Linked DNA regions of Mus musculus: region 2 is linked to region 1. The links are chromatin contacts, called in public promoter capture Hi-C maps. All regions are on one chromosome and are shown on one strand. The core of a region is the stretch at or near the end of the contact, and the rest is flanking DNA. Distances in the headings are between cores, read along the strand shown. Region 1 overlaps Stat2 (signal transducer and activator of transcription 2). Region 2 has its middle 12 kb from the start of Erbb3.

Evidence for each region. Capture Hi-C pulls out chosen DNA fragments and counts their contacts.
Region 2: a promoter capture Hi-C map of liver shows a contact between it and region 1. The contact joins two enhancer-like sites. A contact is called at or near these places in 1 of 39 promoter capture datasets (pre-B cells), 1 of 115 datasets of contacts at active chromatin or transcription factors (embryonic stem cells) and 1 of 9 other capture datasets (liver).

The regions. Positions count from the first base shown.
Region 1 is chr10:128,281,167-128,285,726 of GRCm38.p6, forward strand. Stat2 (signal transducer and activator of transcription 2) reads left to right here. Exons shown (of 24, transcript NM_019963.2): 9 at 1-74; 10 at 184-276; 11 at 483-542; 12 at 936-953; 13 at 1,546-1,639; 14 at 1,947-1,991; 15 at 2,067-2,150; 16 at 2,318-2,416; 17 at 2,518-2,653; 18 at 2,761-2,813; 19 at 2,932-3,026; 20 at 3,781-3,917; 21 at 4,106-4,288; 22 at 4,495-4,552. Among named protein-coding and RNA genes, the nearest start is that of Stat2, 13 kb to the left of the region's middle. Within about 2 kb of position 3,080, at least 25 of the 459 cell types and tissues checked have an H3K27ac peak or open chromatin away from gene starts, as enhancers often do. A contact at or near this core is called in liver, where this site is marked.
Region 2 is chr10:128,599,482-128,604,552 of GRCm38.p6, forward strand. No RefSeq gene overlaps it. Among named protein-coding and RNA genes, the nearest start is that of Erbb3, 12 kb to the left of the region's middle. Within about 2 kb of position 3,295, at least 18 of the 459 cell types and tissues checked have an H3K27ac peak or open chromatin away from gene starts, as enhancers often do. A contact at or near this core is called in liver, where this site is marked.

The DNA.
Region 1 (4,560 bases), core at 1,830-4,329:
GGTGACATGTTTGGCCAAGGGGTGGACCTGCAGAATGCCCAAGTCATGGAGTTACTTCAGCGTCTGCTCCAAAGGTCTGTAGTGGCCCTGGGTGGCCTCTGTGGAGGAGAAACAAGGAAGAAACACGAGGAGATGGTTGTTACAGATGCAGCTGTTACCTTCTCTCCATACCTCTTTCCTTAGGTCCTTTGTAGTAGAAACCCAGCCCTGCATGCCCCAGACTCTCCACCGACCCCTCATCCTGAAGACTGGGAACAAGTTCACCGTCCGAACAAGGTTGTGTATGCCAGCTCCTACCTCGTTTCCCCTCCGCTCTTCTGAGCGTGCAGATCCTGTCCCTCGTGAAGACTTACTTTACCCCCCTCCAGTTCACCTTCTCCTCCCAACCCCCCCTTTTTTTCTACACCTCTCTGGCTGTATCGAAATTTGAGATTGACCTCTGTATCCAATCATCTGTCGTCGTTCCTCCCCCCCACCCCCAGACTTCTGGTGAGACTCCAGGAAGGCAGCGAATCACTCAAAGCAGAAGTCTCTGTCGACAGGTGAGCTGAGGCAGCTGAAGGATGTGAATAAAACAGCCAACAGGCACAGGCTGGAGGCACAGGTACCCACTTCACGGCAGGATCCCCAGGCTGCCTTCTGTCCATCCGTCCCACGTCCCGCACCCTGAGCCCGTGCCACGTCCCAAGTGCCGTGTCCCAGGTGCCGTGTCCCAGGCTAGTTTCATTGTCCTGCAGCGCCACCAGCCAGGTGTGGCCAGTACATTGGACAAACACAGACACAACTCAGAGATTCCGTGTCTTTTGCTTGCGCCAGGCCATGCCATGTCGCTGTGAGCTCAAAAGGCAGTGTGAGCCTAGGTCTCTCTGACTACCAAGACCAAATTCCCGACTACTTTTACCTCCCAGTGACTTTTTTTTTCTCTTTCTTTTCAGGAATTCAGACTTACCAGGGTAAGTGCCTGATAAGGACATGTACATGTGTTTATGACCTGCACAAACACACGTGGGGGTTCAAGGGAGGAAGGGGACTTGGGGGGGGCACATGGACAAAAGGAGAGGGGGAAGTCTGAAGTGAAGTGGAATTTTGGTTTACTGCTAAGTTGTATTTATTTTAATTTTTTTTTACAGTTTGCTTAGAAAAAGAGTGCGTATGTGTGTGTGTGTATGTATATACACACACACACATACATAATCAAGAGAGAAAAATATGAAAGTATGTGTAAACCAGAGGACAACTAGTAGGCATGCTCTCTCCTTCCACCATGGAGTTCTGGGAATCGAACTCATGTCTTCAAACTTGTCCGCAAGCCCATTTACTTGCTGAGTCAACCCACTATCCCTTTCCTGCTGTTTTTAAAAACTAACTCTGAGCAAGCCATGGTGGAACACACCAGAACTTTCAGTACTTCAGAGCAAAGGGGCAAGAGAAATGTAGGGAAATACAAGGCCAGCCTGGGCTACACAAAGAAATAAGGAAAGAAAGAGAGAGAAACGAAGACACTAACACTGCTCTTTGTCTCCACATATTTTCTCCCTGGAACAGCTTCCGGAAGTTCAACATTCTGACCTCAAACCAAAAAACCTTGACCCCGGAGGAGGGCCAGAGACAGGGCTTAATTTGGGACTTCGGCTTCTTGGTAAGAAGGGTAAGAATTGGAGTCTAAGCCGGGCGTGGTGGCGCACGCCTTTAATCCCAGCACTTGGGAGGCAGAGGCAGGCGGATTTCTGAGTTTGAGGCCAGCCCGGTCTACAGAGTGATTTCCAGGACAGCCAGGGCTACACAGAGAAACCCTGTCTCGAAAAACCAAAACCAAAACTAAAACAAAACAAAAACAAACAAACTAAAAAAAAATTGGAGTCTAATCCGGAGGAGCAGGAGCTGGGGCATTTCCAGGCCTTGGCCTCTGGGTCCCTTCCCTGACGTTGTGTTTCCTGAATTCGCAGACTCTGGTGGAGCAACGCGCTGTGGGTGCAGGAAAGGGCAACAAGGTAAGGCTGGCGGGTCACTGGAGCGGTGAGCTGAGGCCAGGGACTCAACAGGCTCTGATCACTGTGACCCCTCAGGGGCCGCTGGCAGTGACAGAGGAGTTACATGTCATCAGCTTCGTGGTTGAGTACGTGTACCAGGGTCTGAAGATGAAGCTGCAGGTGAGTGACGGGAAGCGGGGAGCGAGAGAGGCAGCAGATTTAGAGGAAGGGTCAAGGAGGGCACCAACAGAAGCGTCCTGGAGTGGGTGTCCTTGCCCACGCACGGACGCAGATGCCTGCAGTTATAAACATCCCGTTCTCCACCATAACTCCGGTCTTCCTCCCAGACGGACACTCTCCCTGTTGTGATTATTTCTAACATGAACCAACTCTCCATTGCCTGGGCCTCCATTCTCTGGTTCAACATGCTCAGCCCAAATCCCAAGGTAGGAGGAGGAGGAGGCGGCAGCAGCGGAGGCGGCGAGCGGGTGAGGGGCAGAGGTCGCAGGAAGGGCTGCTTCTGAGCCGGCTCACCTGAACCCTGCAGAACCAGCAGTTCTTCTGCCAAGCTCCGAAAGCCCCCTGGAGTTTGCTGGGACCTGTGCTCAGCTGGCAGTTCTCCTCTTACGTTGGCCGAGGCCTCGATTCTGAGCAGCTGGGCATGCTGAGAACCAAGCTGTTTGGTACGGTTTTTCTTTTTGGTCATTCCCTAGCCTTGGCTTGCCCCTACCAGAGTCCTCTGCCTGGCCTTGGCCTCCTTCAGTCATCCGTCTGTGACTCTGATCCACAGGAAAGAGCTGCAAGATGGAGGATGCGCTGTTGTCCTGGGTAGACTTTTGCAAGGTAACACCCTGCAGCCTGTGTCCCGCTAGTCCCCGGTCCAAACACTGGGCACACCTCTTCCCTTCCCCCCACCACGGGCAGCTCCACATCCCTTCCTGCCTCTCTGTTCCTCCTTCAGCGAGAGAGCCCCCCTGGTAAGATCCCTTTCTGGACCTGGCTGGACAAAATTCTGGAGCTGGTGCACGACCACCTGAAGGATCTCTGGAAGGATGGGTAAGGCCTGGCGTCGATTTCCTTAACTGAGCTCAGGACTGCACTTTGGGCGCCCCCTGGTGGCACAAGGGAAAGAAAAAAAACCAACAACAAAAAAACAAAAACAAAAACCCAACCCAATACGGTGCAAGTCCCCATTAGTAATAGCAGTTGTGGTCTGAATTTGTCAAGCATCCACTGTGTTGCAGAGCCTGGAGCCTGCAGGGTGCTTCTGTTCGCGCAACCCCTCTGACCACACTGAGTGGCGGAGTACTTCCACCTTCAGTTCCATGAGGAAACACGCTTAGAGAAATTGGGAACTCCTCGATCAATGGACAGAGTTGTGGGGGCGGGGTGGGGGGCACGAGTGGAGGCGCGGAGGTGTGTCAGTATGTCTCTATTATGTGGCTCTGGCTGACAGTCCTGGATCTTGCTGTGTAGACCACATTTGTCTGTCTACGCTTTCCTCTGCCTCCCAAGCGCTGGGATTAAAGGCATTCACTCCTATGCCCAACCCTATTATATTTTTATGTATTTATTTTGTGTGTCTGTCTGTCTGTCTGTCTGTGTGTGCACGTGGGAGCGCCTGCCTGCGCACACCCGAGTGCATGTGGAGGTCAGAGTATAGCTTACAGGGGTCGGTTCTCTCCTTCCACCATGTGGGTCCTAGAGATTGAACTCAGGCAACCAGGCTGGCGTGAGGTACCTTTCGCTGCAGAGCCATCTCCTCACCCCTCACCTGGGTGCTCTCCTCAGTCTGTCTACTCTGCTCCAGGCGCATCATGGGCTTTGTGAGCCGCAACCAGGAACGCAGACTGCTGAAGAAGATGTTGTCTGGCACCTTCCTACTGCGCTTCAGTGAAACTTCTGAAGGGGGCATTACTTGTTCTTGGGTGGAGCACCAGGATGACGGTCAGCACCCTCCCCCGTACCATTCCTGCAGTCTGCTTTCTGCCAGGCACCCCATACGGACCCTCCCACCCTGACCCTAGGTCCGCTCTTGGAGTGGGGGTGGTGTCTGTTTGGGGTCGGTGTCTGTTTGGTCTGGGAACCCCGGGCCTAGTCTCACTCACTTCATGTTACCACACTATGTCCTTCAGATAAAGTCGAAATCTACTCAGTGCAGCCCTACACCAAGGAAGTGTTACAGTCACTCCCACTGACAGAGATCATCCGCCACTACCAGGTTCTTGCCGAAGAGAACATCCCCGAGAACCCACTCCGCTTCCTCTATCCCCGAATCCCTCGGGACGAAGCTTTTGGGTGTTACTACCAGGAAAAAGGTTGGGGTCTTTAACATACATCCTTCCTAGAATGAAAGTGTTGTCAGATATTGATAGATTCGGCTCCCTCCCTTCACACGCAGGACAGGGCTATACAGAGTGTGCAGTAAGGAGGTAACCTTGTCAGGACCGTCTTGCAATAGGGGAGCGCTGACCTGTGTGACCAGCAAATTGATCTCTCCCATCTCCTGTCTGTCTCCCCACAGTTAATTTTGAAGAACAGAGGAAATATTTGAAACATAAACTCATTGTGATCTCTAACAGGTGAGACA
Region 2 (5,071 bases), core at 2,045-4,544, 320 kb after region 1:
GAAAGATGACTCAGAAGTTAAGAGCCCTGGCTGTGCTTCCACAGGACTTGGGTTCAAAGTCCCTGCATCCACATCGTGGCTCAACTATTTGTAACTCCAGTCCTAGAGGATCCAGCATCTATTCTGTCCTCCAAGGGAACCAGACAGTATAAAGTACACAGATATACATGCAGACAAAACACCAATAAATACGTAAATTGAATAATTTTCTTTTTAAAAGATCTATAGTTAGGTTGTTTTGATCAGTGTAGTATGTAAATGAGGTGCAGTGTTGGTATGGGGCGGGCAGCGTTGCCTTCCAGTTCTGTATGAACAGTAATGGTAACAACCCATTCCTGAAAAATATAGAATGTAGTCTTATACTAGAGGATAAAAGGGTAAATGTGTACATATTTCTGTACACAAGTATAATCAACAAAAACTTTCTATTGGTTTGTTTGTTTGTTTGTTTTTCAGAGTCCCATGTAGCTCAGGCAAGCTCAGAACTCCCTACTGTAGCATAGGCTAGCCTCCAATGCCTGACTTCTTTTGCTTCTACTTCCTACCTGCTGGGATTATAGCCTTGCACCACCATGCCAGGCAATAAAACACCTTTTTATTGAAATATAATCTAATTATATTTCTATCTAATATTATTAGATATTAATGACTAATAACATCTAATAAAATTTTGTGAAGGTAGAGAACTTAATAAAAACTCAGGCCTGGCTTAGCATGTGGCTTTCCAAATGCTCCTGAAGATATGACTTCAAGTCCCTAAACTCAGTGTAGAAGGAGAGAACACACCCCCCAAAGTTGTCTTCTGACATATACTTAACACACACTTACACACACTTACACACACTTACACACACACACACACACACACACACACACACACACACACACACATACTTCTTACATTTGAGCTTTGATTTTGAACTTCTGGTCTTTCTGATTCCGGCACATGAATGCTAGGATTACAAGCCTGTGCCCCATGCTTGGTTTTACTACATGCCAGGAGCTAGCCTAGGGCTTTGCGCATGCTAAGCAAGTACTCTACTCCCAGAGCTGCATCCCAAGCCTCTATCTCTACTTTTTAATCACAGATAATCACCTCAGGAAATCTAAAGCTTGGGTAATACAAAACGAAGACCAACCCTTATGCACAACACAGGTCCTTCTTTCTCCATCACCCTAGCAAATAAATCCAGGCCTGTGTGTGGTGTAGCTCCCAGAGGTAGGCTAAGGAAGGCCTTTCCTAGGGTGACAGACAGTCCTTCCCCCTGAGGGGACATAATACCTGAGGACTCAAATTGAGTTAGGAACTAATGTTCTTGATTACAGAGGTTTTGGCCTGTGGTCAAAACTCAGGAGGTAGAGGCAGGCAGATCTGAGGCCAGCCTGGTCTTCAGAGTGAGTTATCCTGGTGTACGGAGTGAGTTTCAGGCTGTTTCCAGTATGGTGAAAGAGGTTTGGGTCCATTGGTACTGTTGTTTCTGGGTGTATGTGGAGAACTTCTCCTGGCTTTCCTGCTAGTCCCTCCTGCTGACTCGTGCCAAAGCTGAGGCCTGGCTGTCTCTGCTAGGTAGTGCCACCACTGCGTGTTAATATCCCAACTCTATCAAACTGGACTATCAAACTATGTATTCATGAAGTGTTTGCAAGTGGCTCGAGCTGCTGCTGCTGACCCTTGAACTGAACTGCCGATTTCCAGACAACACAGACAGGAGTTGCCCCAGGGAATTTTTCTAAACATATCCTTTCTTTCCCACTACCTCGGGTAGGTGGTGGGCTACAAGAGAGGTTATAGCATTTATGAACTACCATTAAAAAAAAGGTTTAAAAACATTAAAAATTACAACTACCAGTTGATTAATCTATGTATGAAGTCAGAGTCCTTAAGATCTAGTCACTTAGGCTGGGTGGTGGTAGCACACGCCTTTAATCCCAGCACTTGGGAGGCAGAGGCAGGTGGATTTCTGAGTTCGAGGCTAGCTTGGTCTACAAAGCAAGTTCCAGGACAGCCATGGCTATACAGAGAAACCCTGTCTTGAAAACCAAAAAAAAAAAAAAAAGATCTTGTCACTTCCTAAAGATCAGCAGCCAAGCCTGTGCATGAGAGCTTTCAGGTGGCATTTCTGACTCCAGCCAAGCATTCTCATGTGGTTCGAATGACAACAGGTCCCATTGGCTCAAGTTTGAACAGTTGGTCCCCAGCTGGTGAAACTGGGAAGGCTTAAGAGATGTAGCCTTGTTGGAGGAGGTGTGTCATTGGGGGTGGGTCAGGGGGTTTCAAAAGCCTCCCACTGGGCTGGAATGATGGCTCAGCAATTAAGAGCACTGACAGCTCTTCTGAAGGTCCTGAGTTCAAATCCCAGCAACAACATGGTGGCTCACAACTATCCATAATGAGATCTGATGCCCTCTTCTAGTGTGTCTGAAGACAACTAAAGTGTATTTACATATCTTTTTTTTTTTTTTTTTTAGGTTTTTCGAGACAGGGTTTCTCTGTGTAGCCCTGGCTGTCCTGGAAATCACTTTGTAGACCAGGCTGTCTTCGAACTCAGAAATCTGCCTGCCTCTGCCTCCTGAGTGCTGGGATTAAAGTCGTGTACCACCATGTCCATACTTACATATAATAAAAAAAATCTTTTGCCGGGCATGGTGCACATGCCTTTAATCCCAGCACTCGGGAGGCAGAGGCAGGCAGATTTCTGAGTTCGAAGACAGCCTGGTCTACAAAGTGATTTCCAGGACAGCCAGGCCTATACAGAGAAAGAAACCTTGTCTTGAAGAAAAAAAAAAAAAAAAGTAAAATCCCCCACCCTCCCTAATGTTCTCTCTCTTCCTCTTTGTTCCGGGTTCCAGATGTGACTTTCAATCACCCTTCATTCTGCCAACATGGATTTTAGGCCTCTGAAGCTCAAGTGAAATTAAACCTTCAGGTTTCCCTGCTTGCGTGTTTTCTCTCAGCAACAAAGAGCGACTTAAGACAATTCCCCAAAAATAAACAAGAGAGGGAGGGCCTGGTGGCACACACTTTTAGTCCCAGCACTACGGAGGCAGAGACAGGAAGATCTCTGTGAGTGTGAGGCCAGCCCAGACTCCAGAGAAAGATTCCATCTCAAAATAAACAAACAGGAGGACATACTGATATGAAAGGAACTTTGACTACCTTTGACTGCTTTCTATTTTATTATACTGTTTATCTTAGCTGGGGCTGACCTTGAACTAGAGGGTTGGGATGCAGCTGTGGTAATAGAGTACTTGCTTAGCTGAGAATGAATGTGAAATTCTGATCTTGTCTCTGCATCCCTGATTCTGGGGCTGCAGGCATGTGTTGCTGCTCCCAGTGTTTATGGCACTGGGGATGGCTTCCAGTACTCCACCAACCGAGCCACGTCCCTTTGGCTGAATATTTCATACTCCAGGGCATAGAGTAGCTTCCTGTTTTTCACAGCTGACTGATATTTTGATTTTTTTTTTAGTTGTCAACGCTGAGATGACATTTTGTATAATACATACTACAAAATGGCAATTTCAAAAATTGTTAGAAATTCTATCCTAATCTTAAGCTAAAATTTAGTCAATGGTCATTTATTTACTTTGGAGACAGGATCTTACCATGTACTTTTGACTGACCTGGAATTTGCTATTTAGACCAGGCTGGTCTTCAATTCACAGAAAACTGACTGCCTTTGCTCCTGAGTGTTGGGGTTAAAGATAGATGCCTTCATACCTGATCTATCATTCAATGATCTATCTTTCTTTCTTTCTTTCTTTCTTTCTTTCTTTCTTTCTTTCTTTCTTTCTTTCTTTCTTTCTTCCTTCCTTCCTTCCTTCCTTCCTTCCTCTCTCTCTCTCTCTCTCTCTCTTTCTTTCTTTCAATAAAACTTAAGTCAACAACACAAATAACACTTTAAAAAAGCAAATGTCCGCCGGGCGTGGTGGCGCACGCCTTTAATCCCAGCACTCGGGAGGCAGAGGCAGGCGGATTTCTGAGTTCGAGGCCAGCCTGGTCTACAGAGTGAGTTCCAGGACAGCCAGGGCTACACAGAGAAACCCTGTCTCGAAAAAAAAAAAAAAAAAAAAAGCAAATGTCCTATGGGTATAGTGGTAAACACCTTTAATCCCAGCACCCAAGAAGAATAGGCATGAGTTTGAGGCTAGCCTGATCTACATAGTAAATTCCGGTTCAGCCAGGACGACAACAAAGCAAACATTCTAACATAATACACTCTATAGATGTGCTACTGTGGCCTGACGGCATGCACGGTAGTACACTAGCGTGCCATGTGTTCAAAAGCAAGACTACCGAGGCCCGTGATACAACACAGGCACATGTGGTCAGAAACACGTCAGATTCATTTCATGTTTGACTTTGAATTCGGTTTTGGAGTCTGCGTGTCCAGAAAACTTCTGCTGCCACCAAATGTCTTGCACACCCATACAATCACTTAGGTGTCCATAGGGGGTCTCCACTCACAGTCTAGGAAGCTATAGGTCAGTGTGGTGGTTCATGACTATAATGCAGCATTTGGGAAGTGGAGGCAGGGGGAATCAGGTGTTCAAGATCAGCCTGGCTTACTTGAAAAAGAGAGAAAATGGTGCAAAGAGAGAAAATGGTGGGAAGAGGAAGAAAAGAAAATGAAACTAAATGAAATTATGAGTCAGGCAAGCACTTTATGGCTGAGCTATATATCCTTAGCTTCCTTTTCCTCCTCTTCCTCTTCCTCTTCCTCCTCCTCCTCCTCCTCCCCCCTTCCTCCTCAGCCCTATCCTCCTCACCTTCTGTTTGTTTCGATAAGATCTGGACTCATTATAAGCCTTGGTCTGGAGCTTGCTAAATAGACCCAGACTGTCTTTAAGTTTGAAGCAATGTCCTTGGATTACTGGAGAGCAATACAATGCCTGCTTTCTGTCTCATCTTATTTCAGTTCCAGGAGATTACATCTGAACTCCACCTACCATTTTCCCCCACCCCCCACCCCCCAAAAAATTAAAAAATAAAAAATGAAGTGAACCTGGGTAGGGGAGCTGCCTTAAGAGATTCTAACTGAAAACAAAACAGGCTAGGGGTGTCACTCTG